Regions from separate parts of the Pan troglodytes genome. Here regions 2 and 3 are each linked to region 1. The links are chromatin contacts, called in public Hi-C maps. All regions are on one chromosome and are shown on one strand. The core of a region is the stretch at or near the end of the contact, and the rest is flanking DNA. Distances in the headings are between cores, read along the strand shown.

What was found. Hi-C and Micro-C count contacts between places; a contact is called where the count stands out from the background.
Region 2: a Hi-C map of stem cell-derived neural progenitor cells shows a contact between it and region 1, with 4 times the contacts expected there. The contact joins two enhancer-like sites. A contact is called at or near these places in 2 of 7 Hi-C or Micro-C datasets (induced pluripotent stem cells and stem cell-derived neural progenitor cells).
Region 3: a Hi-C map of stem cell-derived neural progenitor cells shows a contact between it and region 1, with 15 times the contacts expected there. The contact joins two enhancer-like sites. A contact is called at or near these places in 5 of 7 Hi-C or Micro-C datasets (blood, induced pluripotent stem cells, a lymphoblastoid cell line and 1 more), 1 of 1 datasets of contacts at active chromatin or transcription factors (stem cell-derived excitatory neurons) and 1 of 1 other capture datasets (stem cell-derived neural stem cells).

The regions. Positions count from the first base shown.
Region 1 is chr15:66,795,833-66,800,927 of NHGRI_mPanTro3-v2.0_pri, reverse strand. No RefSeq gene overlaps it. Among named protein-coding and RNA genes, the nearest start is that of ZFP36L1, 21 kb to the right of the region's middle. Within about 2 kb of position 2,682, at least 16 of the 24 cell types and tissues checked have an H3K27ac peak or open chromatin away from gene starts, as enhancers often do. A contact at or near this core is called in stem cell-derived neural progenitor cells and stem cell-derived neural stem cells, where this site is marked.
Region 2 is chr15:66,069,686-66,074,780 of NHGRI_mPanTro3-v2.0_pri, reverse strand. All of the region lies in intron 7 of RAD51B (RAD51 paralog B), which reads right to left. Among named protein-coding and RNA genes, the nearest start is that of RAD51B, 270 kb to the right of the region's middle. Within about 2 kb of position 2,785, at least 5 of the 24 cell types and tissues checked have an H3K27ac peak or open chromatin away from gene starts, as enhancers often do. A contact at or near this core is called in stem cell-derived neural progenitor cells, where this site is marked.
Region 3 is chr15:66,226,873-66,231,967 of NHGRI_mPanTro3-v2.0_pri, reverse strand. The region is part of intron 7 of RAD51B (RAD51 paralog B); the gene reads right to left. Among named protein-coding and RNA genes, the nearest start is that of RAD51B, 430 kb to the right of the region's middle. Within about 2 kb of position 2,712, at least 7 of the 24 cell types and tissues checked have an H3K27ac peak or open chromatin away from gene starts, as enhancers often do. A contact at or near this core is called in stem cell-derived neural progenitor cells and stem cell-derived neural stem cells, where this site is marked.

The sequences.
Region 1 (5,095 bases), core at 1,433-3,932:
CCCTGAAGCATTCACTCAGCCACCAGGCCCCGCCCACTCCCAGGGAGGGGCTCCCTCTGAAGCCGCACACCCACCACCCCGAGCCCTTTCTCAGGCTCACTGCCACCCCAGCCGGCTCCCTTCCCTGGGAACCTCCGTCATAAAGAAGGCGAGGCCCTGATCTGGCCTGTCTCTCCGCCCTGGGGCCTTCCTCACCTCAGGGAACCTTAGTTATACATACGGGGGTTACGCCTTGAGCTTGTATTAAGCACCTTTCATCTGGGGAGCTCCTGGCTGCTGGGAGGCTAATTAGCTGCTCTCTGGAAAGAGTGAGTAAGAGCTGACGTCCTAGCCAGGGAACTGCCTAGCTAGGCATGGGGCTGGCCTTCCTGGGAGAGGTGTGTGAGCCATCATCTTGGGTCACCCACTTCTCCATATTTCTCCTTCTGTAGGACCTCCTCACAGAGTCCCTTCTCTCTGGCTAATGATGAAGCCCACCGTTTACTGAGTGCTTATTATGTGCCAAGGGCTTGCTAAGCCCCTTCGCCTGTTAAATATATGTGTGCAGAGCAGTAGGGCCATAGGACTACATAAATATATGTGTGCAGAGCAGTAGGGCCGTAGGACTACATAAATATATGTGTGCAGAGCAGTAGGGGTGTCATGCGTTAACAACTGTGATGGAGCCCTACTCCTTGCTGGCATGGGACCAGCACTTCTGCACATGACCTCATGGAGTGGATGGGAAGCCTCTAGTGTGCTGCCTGGCACGGATCAAGCACTTGCTAAGTGGTAGCTATTATCAGTAATCTTCAGAACAGCCCAGTGAGGTAGGTACCATGCTATTCCCATTTCTCAGATGAGGAAACAGGCTCAGAGAAGTTAAACCACTTACTGGCTATCACAGAGTCAGGAATAGAGTTGGATTGATTTGATTGATTCTAAAGCTGCACATAGTTTTTCAGCTGCTCCCCCCTCCCTTCCCCTAACCTGGAGTCTGTTAACGACAAAGGCCTTGCTTTGCATAATGCTAGGGTCATGGGGTCATTGGGCAGGGCTGTTCTCGTCCATCTCTCCAACAGTGCACTGGTGGGCTAGGCATGGATCAGAAACCCTTGGAGATCATCTAACACAACTCATCCCCACCCCACATTTTTCAGATGTGAAAACGGGACAGAAGGGACTGAGCAAGGTAACAGGATTAATGGGATGATACCTCCTTGTCAGCACAAGGGATAAAGTGGCAGTGGTTGGTGGTCATCCTGGCCCCTGCCATCAAGCTGGCATTGATACAAAGTAAGAATCATTAGAACACTAGAATTCCTGGCTGCCATTTGTCAGCCTGGCCCACCTGCAATGAGTGACCCCAGGGACGTTTGGGTGGGGTGGGGGTGCACACAGCAGGCTGGAGCTGAGACTGGGGCGGGGAGGGTGTACTCCACCTACCTGCCCTCCAGGGTGCTTGGCGCCTCCTAGGGCAGGCTGGCCTCTTTGTGCCATGCCCCACAGAGCATTGCAGTGATCCTAGTGCAGAGCACATAGTAGGTGCTTAAAAATGCTCATTGGAGAAACAGCTGGATCCTGGACTGCAGGAGGGAGGAGATGGCACACTGAGGGCATTGATGGGTAGATGGTAACATCATGTCTATTCATCATTACTCAGCAGACCTGGTTCCATCAGATGTGACTGCCCTTCAGGCCTTACAGAAGGGACCTACATAAATCTGCTCAGGCAAAGAGAAGTTTGTGGGCTGTGGGCACCTGGCTGGGGTTCCTCAAGGTGGAGCATTCTTCTTGGCACTGACGGGGGTAGCTAAGATCTGAGCATGCAGGCAGGCCCTCTTCTCCCCTGGATGCTGCCCTTCTGAGGAGGCAGCTCTGTGGGTACCAGAGGCATGGGCCTAGGAGGCTGTGACCCCCTGCCTGGCCCCCTACCAGTCTCTGCTTCTACAGCCAGGGTCTGCATCTTACCTGCTCGGCCTGCCAGTTCCAGTCCCCTCCCCATTCCCCTCAGGACCTCATCCCTCCTCCTGGCCTCAGCTTAAGGGTTTCCTCAGAGAGGTCTTCCTCAAGAACCTTCCCATCCCAAATCTAAATTAGTGCCCCATTTATATATGTTCTCTGAGCACCTGATTCTTTTCCTTCATAGGAATTTGAAAGTCTTTTCAAATGGAATCTTATATTTCTTTCTAGGTGATTTGTTGAAACAAGTCTGTCTCCTCCGTTAGACTAAGCTCCGCGAGGGGTGAGAAAGTTGTTCCGTCCACTCGTCCTCCGGGGCTAGCAGGACATATTCTGTATTAAATGAGTAGATGACAGAAACCCCGTGAGAGAAAGAGTGAGCCGAGCCAGTGGTTCTCTAAGTGTGGCTCCAGGACCAGCGGACCAGCAGCTCAGCATCGCCTGAGGACTTGTTAGAAATGCAAATTCTCTGACTTGGTTGGGGGACCCAGCAATCCGGGTTTGAAAGAACTGTCCAAGGGGGGATTCCGGTGCACACTAAAGTTTGAGAACCACCGAAGGCGGCAAATCCCCTGCTGTTGGGTGAGTGTGCACTGTGGCAGCTTTGGTGACCTGTAAGAGGAACCATGGATGGCAAACCCCACCTTCAAATGTAGCAAAGAGCAGAGAGAGGGTGGACACGTCACCCAGACCCCCAAAAGGGGCCCAGACGTGTTGTTCGGCGAGCTGGCCACTGGAGGGCAGTGTGGCCACGTCCATCGTGCTGCCTCCGAGGGCTTCCGGGGGAGAGCGGCCGCGGGAGGACGGGAACCAAGCCGTAGCGAGAACCTCGCCCCACGCCGCAGCCTCCTGCAGCAGCGTCGGCTCGCCGGCCCCTTGCGTTCCGAGCCGCCCAGGGAGCTCAGCCGCCGCAGCCCCGGCCCCTGTGTCTCCCCTCGCGGGCCGGGCCTGGTGTGCGCGTCTGGATGGCCTCGGGCCTGGAAGGTTTGCGAGGCCCCGGGAGCCGCAGACCGCGCCGGGGAGGAGATCCCGGCAGGCCGGCCGGGGCAGAGCGCCAAGGAGGGCGGCGGAACCTTGGCTGTTTCCCGGGAGGCCAAGGGCAGCCTTCCCGCGTGATCCGCGCGCTGCCGATCGCGTCGGCCATCTTGGCGGCCTCGCCCGGGCCCCGCGCCCTGCCCGGCTTGGTTCTCGCTCGCGGCTGAGCAGACGCCGGGGTGGCGACGGGAGAGCCCGACCGCGAAGCTCGGCCGCAGGAGTGCGTGGGCGTCGCAGAAGTCCAGGAGAGCCCTGGACCTTGGTAGCTTCCCGGGGGTGCTGGGAAACGCCACCCCAGTAGCCGCCGGGAAGGCAGGCCTGAGCCTCCGAGCCTCAAGTGAATTGGATGGCGCCAGTCGCCCTTCTTCTTTTTGCCCCTATTCAAAGAGCGGAAAGTCAGAGGGCGTTAAAGTAGGTCACAGCGGTCAGCAGGTTTTTGTGGGGCAGGCAAGTGGCAGGGTCCAAGGCCAGGCGTAGTATCTGGTTGCCTAAGATGCTTGGGCAACTCCTTCACCGGGCACACCAATCTCCGAGCCAGAGGTCAGGGACTGGCCCCGCGGAGCTGGCTCCAGGCGGCCGATGCATTCCAGTCCCTGACCACCATGGGAACTTGAGATGCCATTCTGAGGAGCCCCAGGCCCCACCACGCCTGTTGCCTCTGTCTAGCGTAGTTCACACATGGATGCTGTCTCTCTGGCACTTGGGTGTTTCTCAGGTTCCAGAACATCCGTTCATCTTACCAGTCCTTCAAGGTTCAGCTTAAAGATCAGCTCCACCAGGAAGCCTTCCTGGATTTCCCCTCTTAGTTTCCAACAGAATCCATCTCTTCCCTTCTCTGCCCACCTTGAGTAGCAGTAGCTTCAGCTGTAGACTCTCCTGTTTTTTCGTTACAGTCTTTGTTGCTGCATCCTCTCTCACTGAATTGTTGAATTGTGAGACCCTGTGAGGGTCGGCACCCTGTGATGCTGGCCAGGAAAGGGTTGTTGCAAGGGGATCATGGGATTGTTGAATGGGTTTTGATCTGGATTTTGATGTTGGAAATCAAGTTCCCGAATGTTTTCAACCTTGGGTAAAGGAACATGTAATGGTGTTTTTTAAGGCTGTCATGGAATCCTTTTGTGTGTTTAATTGCTTTGTTATTTTAGTAGAAATGTCAGGGTGTCAGAGGAACAAAAGCCATGGGTCTGAGCCCAAGCAAGAAGACAAACCACTGAGCCCGTGCTGGGTGCTTCCTCTGCGTGGCCTCAGGGTCAGGGCCTGTCAGATGGAATGGCAGGCTGCGGGTCCAGCCCCAAGGTCCAACCAAGAAGCTCCTGGGGCCTTGGCCGGGCTTGAGGCTGTGATTTCAGACTCCTCGCTGGTCTAGGTCGGTATTTCAGAGGAGGCAAAAGAGAAAGTGCCTTCACAGCCTTGGAGAAGACTGGGAGCTAAAGGAGACATCCTTGCTTTTTCCTTTTAAAATAATAAGCCAAACGTTCTCCCATGAAGGACTCCAGAAAACCCCGTTCATGCCTCACCCACAGATGATTTGCTGAATGCTCATTAAGGGGAAAACAAAGAGGTGGTTTTGTTTATTTATTTAAAAGGAAAAATAAATGAGCTGTGACAAAACAATTTGAAACCAGGCCCCTCTGAGACCTGGGCTTTCACTTCCTTGATGGGAAGTAAAACAGAGAATCGAATCCCCCTCCAAATAAAAGTGAAGTTAATAATCAGACAGCTCGAGCCCTGGCCACATCCTGTCAGCCCCCTCCCTCCCTAGGCTCTCTGTTTATAGCTGCCGAGTGCTTTCCCTCCAGAGCCCAAGCCGGCTTAACCCTTTCCTCCCCATCCAGGGAAGCCCAACCCTGCTCTTGAGACTGGAGGTGGGCTCCTCACACCCACTGGTGCTGGCCTAACCTCAGCAAGCGGTGGCTCTCCCCAGGCCTGCCGGCATGGGCCTGTGTCCCCCACAGGGCAGCCAGCTTGGATTTGAGTGATATTCTCTGCTTGTCCTGCACAAAGCCTGAAAGTGTCACTTTTCCTCTCCATACCTCCAGGGGAAGACTAGGCCAACCCATTCCCATTCCAGACGCCATGCAGCTTCTATAGCCCGGTGGGCTCCAGAAAGCTGCATTCT
Region 2 (5,095 bases), core at 1,536-4,035, 730 kb after region 1:
TGCATATCTACAACTATCTGATCTTTGACAAACCTGACAAAAACAAGCAATGGGGAAAGGATTCCCTATTTAATAAATGGTGCTGGGAAAACTGGCTAGCCATATGTAGAAAGCTGAAACTGGATCCCTTCCTTACACCTTATACAAAAATTAATTCAAGATGGATTAAAGACTTACATGTTAGACCTAAAACCATAAAAACCCTAGAAGAAAACCTAGGCAATACCATTCAGGACATAGGCATGGGCAAGGACTTCATGTCTAACACACCAAAAGCAATGGCCACAAAAGCCAAAATTGACAAATGGGATCTAATTAAACTAAAGAGCTTCTGCACAGCAAAAGAAACTACCATCAGAGTGAACAGGCAACCCACAGAATGGAAGACAATTTTTGCAATCTACTCATCTGACAAAGGGCTAATATCCACAATCAACAATGAACTCAAACAAATTTACAAGAAAAAAATAAACAACCCCATCAAAAAGTGTGTGAAGGATATGAACAGACACTTCTCAAAAGAAGACATATATGGAGCCAAAAAACACATGAAAAAATGCTCATCATCATTGGCCATCAGAGAAATGCAAATCAAAACCACAATGAGATACCAGCTCACACCAGTTAGTATGGTGATCATTAAAAAGTCAGGAAACAACAGGTGCTGGAGAGGATATGGAGAAAAAGGAACACTTTTACACTGTTGGTGGGACTGTAAACTAGTTCAACCATTGTGGAAGTCAGTGTGGCGGTTCCTCAGGGATCTAGAACTAGAAATACCATTTGACCCAGCCATCCCATTACTGGGTATATACCCAAAGGATTATAAAACATGCTGCTATAAAGACACATGCAAATGTATGTTTATTGCGGCACTATTCACAATAGCAAAGACTTGGGACAAACCCAAATGTCCAACAATGATAGACTGGATTAAGAAAATGTGGCACATATATGCCATGGAATACTATGCAGCCATAAAAAATGATGAGTTCATGTCCTTTGTAGGGACATGGATGAAGCTGGAAACCATCATTCTCAGCAAACTATCACAAGGACAAAAAACCAAACACCGCATGTTCTCACTTATAGGTGGGAATTGAACAATGAGAACACATGGACACAGGAAGGGGAACATCACACTCTGGGGACTGTTATGGGGTGGGAGGAGGGGGGAGGGATAGCATTGGGAGATATACCTAATGCTAAATGACGAGTTAATGGTTGCAGCACACCAACATGGCACATGTATACATATGTAACAAGCCTGCATGTTGTGCACATGTACCCTAAAACTTAAAGTATAATAATAATAATAAAAATAAATAAATAAACAAAATAAATAAAATCATACAGACCCAGACTATGAACATTTTTTAAAATAAAGAGTCTACCATATACTTTCTGTAAAAAATTAGGGTATGTTTGCAAACCTGAAGTACAAACCAATAATAACATCACACATTTGCACCTGTACATTATTTTACTATAGAATCAAAGTGAACTTTTCTTAAATAACTGAATATTCTCTACAAACCAAGGCCCTAAGTCTCATACAGTCTTAAAAGTATTACTTAAATGTCATAGCAATATGTTTTGAAACCTAAAGAAATTTAGAACAATCTATTAAAAGCTAATCTTAACCTGTTACTGTAACTATGATGTAAAAATGAAGGATAAGAGAGTTGGATTTTCTAAAGTTATGCTGGTCATTCAATACCAAAAGATCTCTATTTTTATTTGCCCTGTTGCTTTAAAATAAGTATAGTAATCTGTTCCCAAGAGCTAAAGCACATCAATGCTGGAAGACTAACGAGATACGATGCTCTGAGTACTCCAAGCTCTTGATACAAAGGTCTGATGGACTCTATGTTCATGTCAGTGTCTCACTTTAGTAGAGTTCACATGCACACACATGGCTCTAGGGTGCCTAGGTTTTAAGTAAGAAAATAATTTGGCCACTCTGGAAAACCAGAAAAAATAACTTGAATTTTAAATATGTAACTCAGTTTTTTATAGCACTTCTAGTTTCCGCTTACTTTCCTAAACTTTATATATAAATCTAAAATAATATAATTTAGGGCATAAAGGCTCACATATATAAATCTAAAATAATATAATTTAGGGCATAAAAGCCCACATATATAAATCTAAAATGATATCATTTAGGGCATAAAAGCCCACAAATATCTGCTGCCTACATCTCTTACAAGAAACTACTATCTTGAAGTGTAATTTAAATACAAAAGGTCTTTGCCAAAGTCTGCGTTTTCACACACACATAAACATTTACCTGACACTGAGGCTACCAAAAGAACCACATTTAGAGGAAGGGGGAAAGGGGATGGTGGGAGGGCATGTGCAAAATGCAAATCTGGCACTTGGCATGGTCTCAATTTGAGAGGCCCAGGCAGATTGGGATGTATGGCTTTGTTCCATCAAAAGGTCGTTTGAAGCACAGTATTTTATTTTTATAGTAGGGTATTGAGTTCTGAGGTCTCTGATACACCCCAGGGAACCAGCAAAAGCTAGTCTCAACCCTGTGCCAGCCCCCTGCTGGGTCACTAATGAAGATGGAGAACTGTGAGTGCACCCAAATAAAACACAGGAAAAGGCGAAAAAGGACTCCGAGCTGGGTCCGTTCCTTTTATTCCAGAGGAGCAACCTTTTCTGTACTTAGAGACTAATGAGTCATGAACAGGAGAGGGGAACAAATCACACAGTACATTACCAGGAGGGACAACACCGTCAGCCTTTGTGTTCAGTAGCTGGTTCAGTTTTCAGAGCATTTCCCAGCAAGGACCAAAAGCAACTTGAACAAAGGAAACAGCAGTTAGATACTTGAACTGTCTCCATTAATACTCCAGAGAATTGGGTGCTTCAAAGTTGGAGTGACTAATGAGAGTGGGGAGAGGATATAGGTAAGGGGGCCCAGGAAAAAAAAATAATGATGGCTTTATATGAAAAGTTCATGAAAAGCATAAAATGATGAGAAATTTTTTTTAAACTTGTTCTTCAGAGTTGTTATTTTGAAAGTTCTGTCCTTTCTAAGGACATGAGCTCTGATCCCTCCACAGACTTTTAAACGGAGAACAGAAATGAAGCATAAGAAGGTATTTCATTTTCCATCCTCACCACTTAATTAGGAAGGGCATTTAAGGTGTTCAAAGTTTTAATTGCCTTCTCCTCTACCCCAACCTCCTTCTTCAGTTACGCCCATACAGCAACTGAGCCAAAGCCAGACAGACATCTGAAGCTTCTCTCATGCAGGAAAAAACACCAGCACAATTACCCCAGACACCATTTATTTCTCTCCCCCACTTCCTTCATCCCCCGCCACTCTTTCCATCTCAATCTCCCCCCACCTCTCTCTCTGTCTCTCTCTCTCTCTGTCTCACACACATGCACACACACACACACGATCCCATAACACTGCTAGTACACAGAAAGCTTTTCTGGCATAATTGATAGCAGCAAATGCTGCAACATGAGAAAGTTTCCAATAATCTGAAAGAAAGGAAGAAGACGAAAAAAGAGGGAGAAAAAAATGAGGAGTTATTAGACAAAAGAAAGAGAGGTTGAAACAGCTAACTCTCTCTATTAAAAAAACAAAAACCTGAGACACATTCATGGAAAATGACAGTGATCCAAATTGGTCATGGTAAAAAAGTAAATAAGTAAATTCGATTTATTTCCATATACCTTAAAAAGTCTAGAATTTTATCTCTTTTCTCTCTATTTACTATGATAGCATGCAGGTCAATAAAAGACATTTTAGTAGGGCCAGGACTGTAACAAAACCTTTGTCCTTACAAAAACTTATACCAAAGACATCACCAATAATAGCTCTTAGATTCATGGAGAAATGAGATCCTTGATTTTGATCTGGAATTCTAACAATAAATTCTAACAATAAGTGCTCACTTAGGGCCCTAGAGTAGTAAATAATAGTTATTATTTTTATTTAAATAATTATATAATTATATATATTATATATAAGTATATATAATATATTATATAATTATATATAAGTATATAATATATTATATAATTATATATTATATTATATATAATTATATAATATATTATATAATTATATATAATAATATATATAATTATATAATATATTATATAATTATATATAATATATATAATATATTATATAATTATATATAATATATATAATTATATAATATATTATATAATTATATATAATATATATAATTATATAATTATTATATAATTATATATAATAATTATATAATTAAATATTTAAAAATATTATTTTTAAGTCAATAAAATAATTATTTTAAGTTAATAAAAATACTATCAGTTCTTATTTATTTAATATCAACAATGTAATGGTACATATACATGACCTTCAATTCTAACCATGATGCACATTAGGCATTACCAGGTAATGTTACAGAGAGTAAATGACTCTGTAACATCCTCACAGGATGTTCAAGGCCCCATAGCTCAATCACCGATGGAGCCAGATTTTTTTTCTGGTTCCACAGCGAACTTTCTTTCTGTTAAACCACAGAAGAAAGTGAGCTGTTGTCAACCCTTTAACATTTGAACAGAATGGTTTTCTAAGCATAATACTATAATAATCCAGAGTTTTCTACAATCGGTAATCCATCATATAGACCAGTCAATCATGATGAATCATAATGGGAATGATATCTTTGCTAATTAAGGTAGACTGGCTAGAGGTACTTTGACAATGGGAAAAGTCTCCAGAGGGTCTCAGAACACCCTGCTACTCTGATTATTAGACTAGAATTAGGCCCCAAACCCAAACTTAATCCATAGGTTCAGGGTCCAATTCTGGTATATGCTAGCTACCCAAAATAAAGAGCATTATCAAATTAATGGAATCTCTGGGGATCAGTGGACCCTAGGGAATCAGAAATAGTATGGGCTGTCACAGGCATCTCTCTCTTTTTTTTTTTTTTTTTTTTTTTTTGAGATGGAGTTTCGCTCTTGTTGCCCAGGTTGGAGTGCAATGGTGCAATCTTGGCTCACTGCAACCTCCACCACCTGGGTTCCAGTGGTTCTCCTGCCTCAGCCTCCCGAGTAGCTGAGATTA
Region 3 (5,095 bases), core at 1,463-3,962, 570 kb after region 1:
TGCTAGTGATCATTCTTAAATAAGTGCTTTCAGGATTAAAAGAAGTATTAAATAGGAAAATGTGCAAGTATGTCATGCAACATATAAAAAAATCCCCCAAATAGACTAATAAAGAATTAGCATTACAGTTTAAAATTAGATTATTCCAAGTGTTTCTCCTTAAAATTATGTTCCGTTGAGAATGATAAGCCATCTTGGTTAGTTGTTTCTACTAAAATTAGTATATTCATGAAAGTTCTTAAAATTACAGGGAATCTGAACTGAACTTTCCTTCTTGTGGGCAGAGCCTTCCATTGTGATAAACCAGGCATCAGGAAATAGTTTTTCATTTCCGTTCCTGCACTAACTAGCTATGTAACTTTAAGCAATTTCAGTTTCCAAATGGGCAAAAAGTAAGAGGTAAACAAAATAACCATGCCTTCCAGTTCTATGATGACAAGTTGTTGTTCTGCTTTTGATAGCAAAATTTAAAGACAATTCAAAATCCGTGATAGACTAGCTATAATGTAATTTTCAGAAATGTCCTACAAGTTACATACATTTTCAGTCACAGGATAGAAAAGACAGCATTAGGTGAGATGGCCACTGTAGCATGGGTGTGTTTGTGTCCTTTATCAGAACTTAGAGCTGCTCAGAAACCACTGCGGGCTAAAACAAACAGGCTACAAGAAAGTGCGTACCCAGCCACCTACCTGGCCTTTCAAAATTGCAAAGAAAGACTTTACTTCCACTTAGCTCTGAAAACACCCTTTGCTCTTTTTAGTAATATTTTTAACAATGCCAAGAAAAGAACTCTATTTATCCAGATTTCCTCTCTCCTTAGAAATGTCAACATTACTCAGGAGTATAGCAAAAAACAGCCTGGAGTTTTCATGATGTGAACATGAGACCAAAGTCACACTGAGGAGAGATTAAACTTGGAACATGATTGCCAGTAAAGAAGATAACTCATGCCTAGAAAAAGCCCAGCTGGTGACTTCTGTTACAGAATTCACCACCACACTGGGTTCACAAGCCCTTCTTCCCATATGGAAGCCCCCTTTTCTTAAATGTCCCAGATTCTCTCTCCTTTAGATTGATGCCAGTGCCTCTTCTCATAAAAGTGCTCAGCTTTGCTCCATCTCCCTGGTTTGTACAAACCCTGGCATATTTTGGCCTGGAAGATTTAGCCCTTTTCTTTCCCCTGTCTACTGGAACTTCTATCCTTTTTTATCAAAAAGATTTTTTTTTTCAAGGCTTTCCAATAATCTGCTGGAGGCCACAGAGACAGATCTAATCACGGTTCTCATCAATCTTTCTCCCACGGCCAAACAGAGCCAGGAGGCTACATGGAATGGTGCTGAATTCTTTTTTCTCCCTCAAGACGTACTTCTGTCCAGGGAGTTAGGGCCCACTGTGTGTTCCTGGGAGCTAACATTTCCTGGGGAATGTTTAGGGATTTCACATTTACCCTAAACAAAATAACATATAAAACTTTAAGTCTAAATTCCACAGAGCTTTTTAAAAGGAGGGGCCTTGTCTCTCCTTGGCTTACAGCAGCCCTGAAGGCTTGTTGTATCTCATTCATTTTGGCCATTTTCCAGAGCAGCTGACAAACTGAAAATAAGCACACTGCTGTCTCCCCTCCTTCACTCCCCGCACTACCTTCCCCGGCTCCTGACAACCACCACTCCTCACACCCACAGATCCATGAGGGTCAGGCCCATTCTCAGAATAATGTGGAGGTGAACACTACCTCCACCTCATTGCTCCGACTTTAATACCAATCTTGAACAGTCTTGGTTTGGGATTTCAAATGTAAGTCATTCTTGGCCTAAATCAGATTGTGGGATTAGAGCCCTATTCAACTTGTGAGAGCAGGAATTCGCCTTTTAGGGATATGCGTCTAAAGTCATAAATCGCCTTGGAGACATGCCCACCTCCACTTTTAAACTGCCTCTGAGTCTCTGTCCTTTTAGATAAGCAACAGGAAAAGAGATATAAGGTAACTTATGTTGCATGATTTGAACCAAATATTTGAGGCAGGCCTCTCTGTTCTTGGGAAGCTCTGGTGGAAAGCTGACTTGAAAAGAGGATGTAACAAAGCATCACACACTAGCAGATCATACCAATATCATACAAATCTAAGTGATGGGTTTCCAGTAGGAACCCAGGGCCCCGACATAAGGCACCACTTCCATGTGTTACTAATACATCACGAATCTGATCAACCATAGTTGCAAGTCTATTTGACTCAGAATTTAGCAGCAGCTGCAGTTCCCTAAATTAGTGAGGGGGAGATAGGCATTCAGCTTATAAAGTTTTCCAATAAGAGCCACTATCTTTGAAGTACTAAATTTATACCCACCCCAATTTGTTAGATCCCACCCTGGCTGGGCCTCCTCTAGATCACAATATAAACTCCTAGGACGAGGACAGGGTAGGTCTGGAGGAGATGGAGGAGACAATGAGGACATAGATTATGGTTTTGCCTAGATGTTTTCACCTTGGTATCAATCGACACATCTGAGCTAGTTAGTGTTACGGCATTCTTTAACCCTCCTTCCAAAAGAAACATCATGGGGCTTTTCTACCACGCCATTCATCTACCCAAATGTTAGGACATTGTTTTCTTTATAAAGTGTATGATTAATTGCCAAGACAACACCTGTGCCTTGCCATTTTTGTTATGGGAAAGTCTAGGAAATCCATGTACAAGACTACCCAGAGATTACCCACCCAGTGGCTTGGAATGCAGTGTGACCAAAGGCATTTCCAGAGAGCTCACAGGACACAATGGCCATGCATGGGTGGATTTGCTGGATGGATCAGACAAACCAACCACAACTTTTCCATCTTTTGTTTCGATTCCTTCCAGTAGATTGGCCTTGTTACCAATACTGATGCCAAGACTACCAATTGCTTGCAACAAAGAATTGTTGTTAACCCCTACCCACTGTTTCATTCACTCTAATTATTCTCTAACAATACAATGGCTTCAAAAAGCCTCCAACTGTCCAGCAGACACTATGGGCCAGAGGAATCACTGAACACAAGCAGCCTATCAATAGAAGACAATACTGAAGCAGCTTCTGTCTGGGTGTTTGCTCCATCTTCTCTGAAACAATGGGAGAGAGAGCTCAGGAGAATAAAAAGGAAGTCCTGCCCTACAGATCTTTTGTTTGTCTGCCAATGTTTTATCTGTTCCAAGTTCTTGGGCGTATTCTTTACCACTCCCAAATACAGGAAAAAGCCTCGATTTCCTAGGAAATGCAGCTTCTATGTTTTTGATGAATTCTTATTGTACCCAAATCAGACTTCAGTGAGGATTCCGGTTAAGATTTTTTTTTTCACTCCTAAGGTCAAATATATCTTATATAGTAGGTAGGCCATTGGACTAATTCACAGCAACAATAACAATACAAACAGATCTTTCTATAACATTTTAGATGACAGCATAGAGCCCACCAGCATATCAGTGGTTGTTTTTGTTTTTTTTAACAGATAACACTGGTTGATAGAATCACTGAATAAAAAAGTAATACACTGGAAGCAGGTCATCACGAAAAGACATCAGTTTAACAAAATTGAAACTGATACAATAATCTTGGAGGTTTCCAAACAGAGGGAATATAAAGTCAACAGAAAATTAAATGAGAGGAAGCCTCTGTTCATTACAAATCAACATATAATTAGATTGGGATGCACCCATAATGATGAAATACCAGCAGAAATGAAAGGTCAGTTGTTTCCAGTAGGGCAACACTGCCAGAACCATGTTTAAAGGAAACAGACCAACACGGTAACCCAGAATCTCAAAGATATCCCAGGATAAAGGGGATTCATTATAGTCTATTTGAGTCATCAAGTAGTGTGAATTCATATGTAAAGGGAACATGGGGCCTGGAATGTGTACAGTGTGTCAATTACTACCAAGCAATTAAAGCAATAAAAACCAAGGCTCCAAACCATACCCACAGCAGAGCTATAAATAAGTGAACAAAAGGAAACTAAATTCCCTAAGGAAGGAAAAGCCTGGATCAAAAAAATCAGCAAGGTCTAGGTCTCAGAAAATATAAAATAACATCAACCATGACAATTTAATAGCGATGTTACTCAATAATTCTTAGAAGCTGGATGACTTAACCAAAAAGATAAACTATTAGAAATATTAACATGCAGAAAGTTGTTTCTGCCTAAAAGTGTGCATAATATAAAAAAGTTTACAATAGGGAAAAATATGAATAATGCTTTATTTTTTAACCTTCGCAAGTTTAAAAAATTTAATAATCTTGAAAATATTTCCCTAGCTAGAAAAAAGAGAAATATCATTAATTATCATATGTGAATCAAAGCAATGAGCAATCTGAAGGCAACGGGTATTGATTTCCTTTAAAATTTCTGTTTTAAATAGTCCCAGGTTTTAGATGTAAATTAATTCCGGAGAGTACATCTTAATAACAGTAATAAATAATATATGATGCACACACTACTTATAGTATTATTAGTAGTATAGTATACATTAAAATGTGGTGCCAAGAGCCTCCTTCAAGGAAGCACTTGCTGTCCTCCTATGGGGAGTATGATCAGCAGACAGCCTCTAGCATCAGCTCCTTTAGGGTGAGCTTAAGCTTTCTAGGGCCTCCATGCCCAAGATCATGTCCAGGAGTAGATCATATCCCATAATTAAGAGGCTCTACCACTAACTAGGTGGGTGATCTTGAGTAAGCTACTAACTTCTCTGACCTAGAGCTTACATAATAATATACTGATAATAATAATATCTTCCTCATGTGGTTGTCACAAATATTAAAAGAGATAATGTGTGAAAAGTACTTATTTAGCATGGTGTTTAGCACCTAGGAAGGGCTCAGTAAATTGTGGCTATAATATTATTCTTAACCCCAGCAATTAGCACAGTTTTAAACACTTAGCAGGTACTTGAAAAGTATATGTTGATGAAGTAAGGCAAAGTCCTGATTGCTATGTACCCTACCTTCCTCTGTTTGAACGTTAGAGGAAACTATTGAATTCAAAATGAGGAGATGAAAAGGTGAAAAAAGGAGCTTTAATTTTTCAACAAATTTTTATTATGCACTGATATGTAAGAAAAACT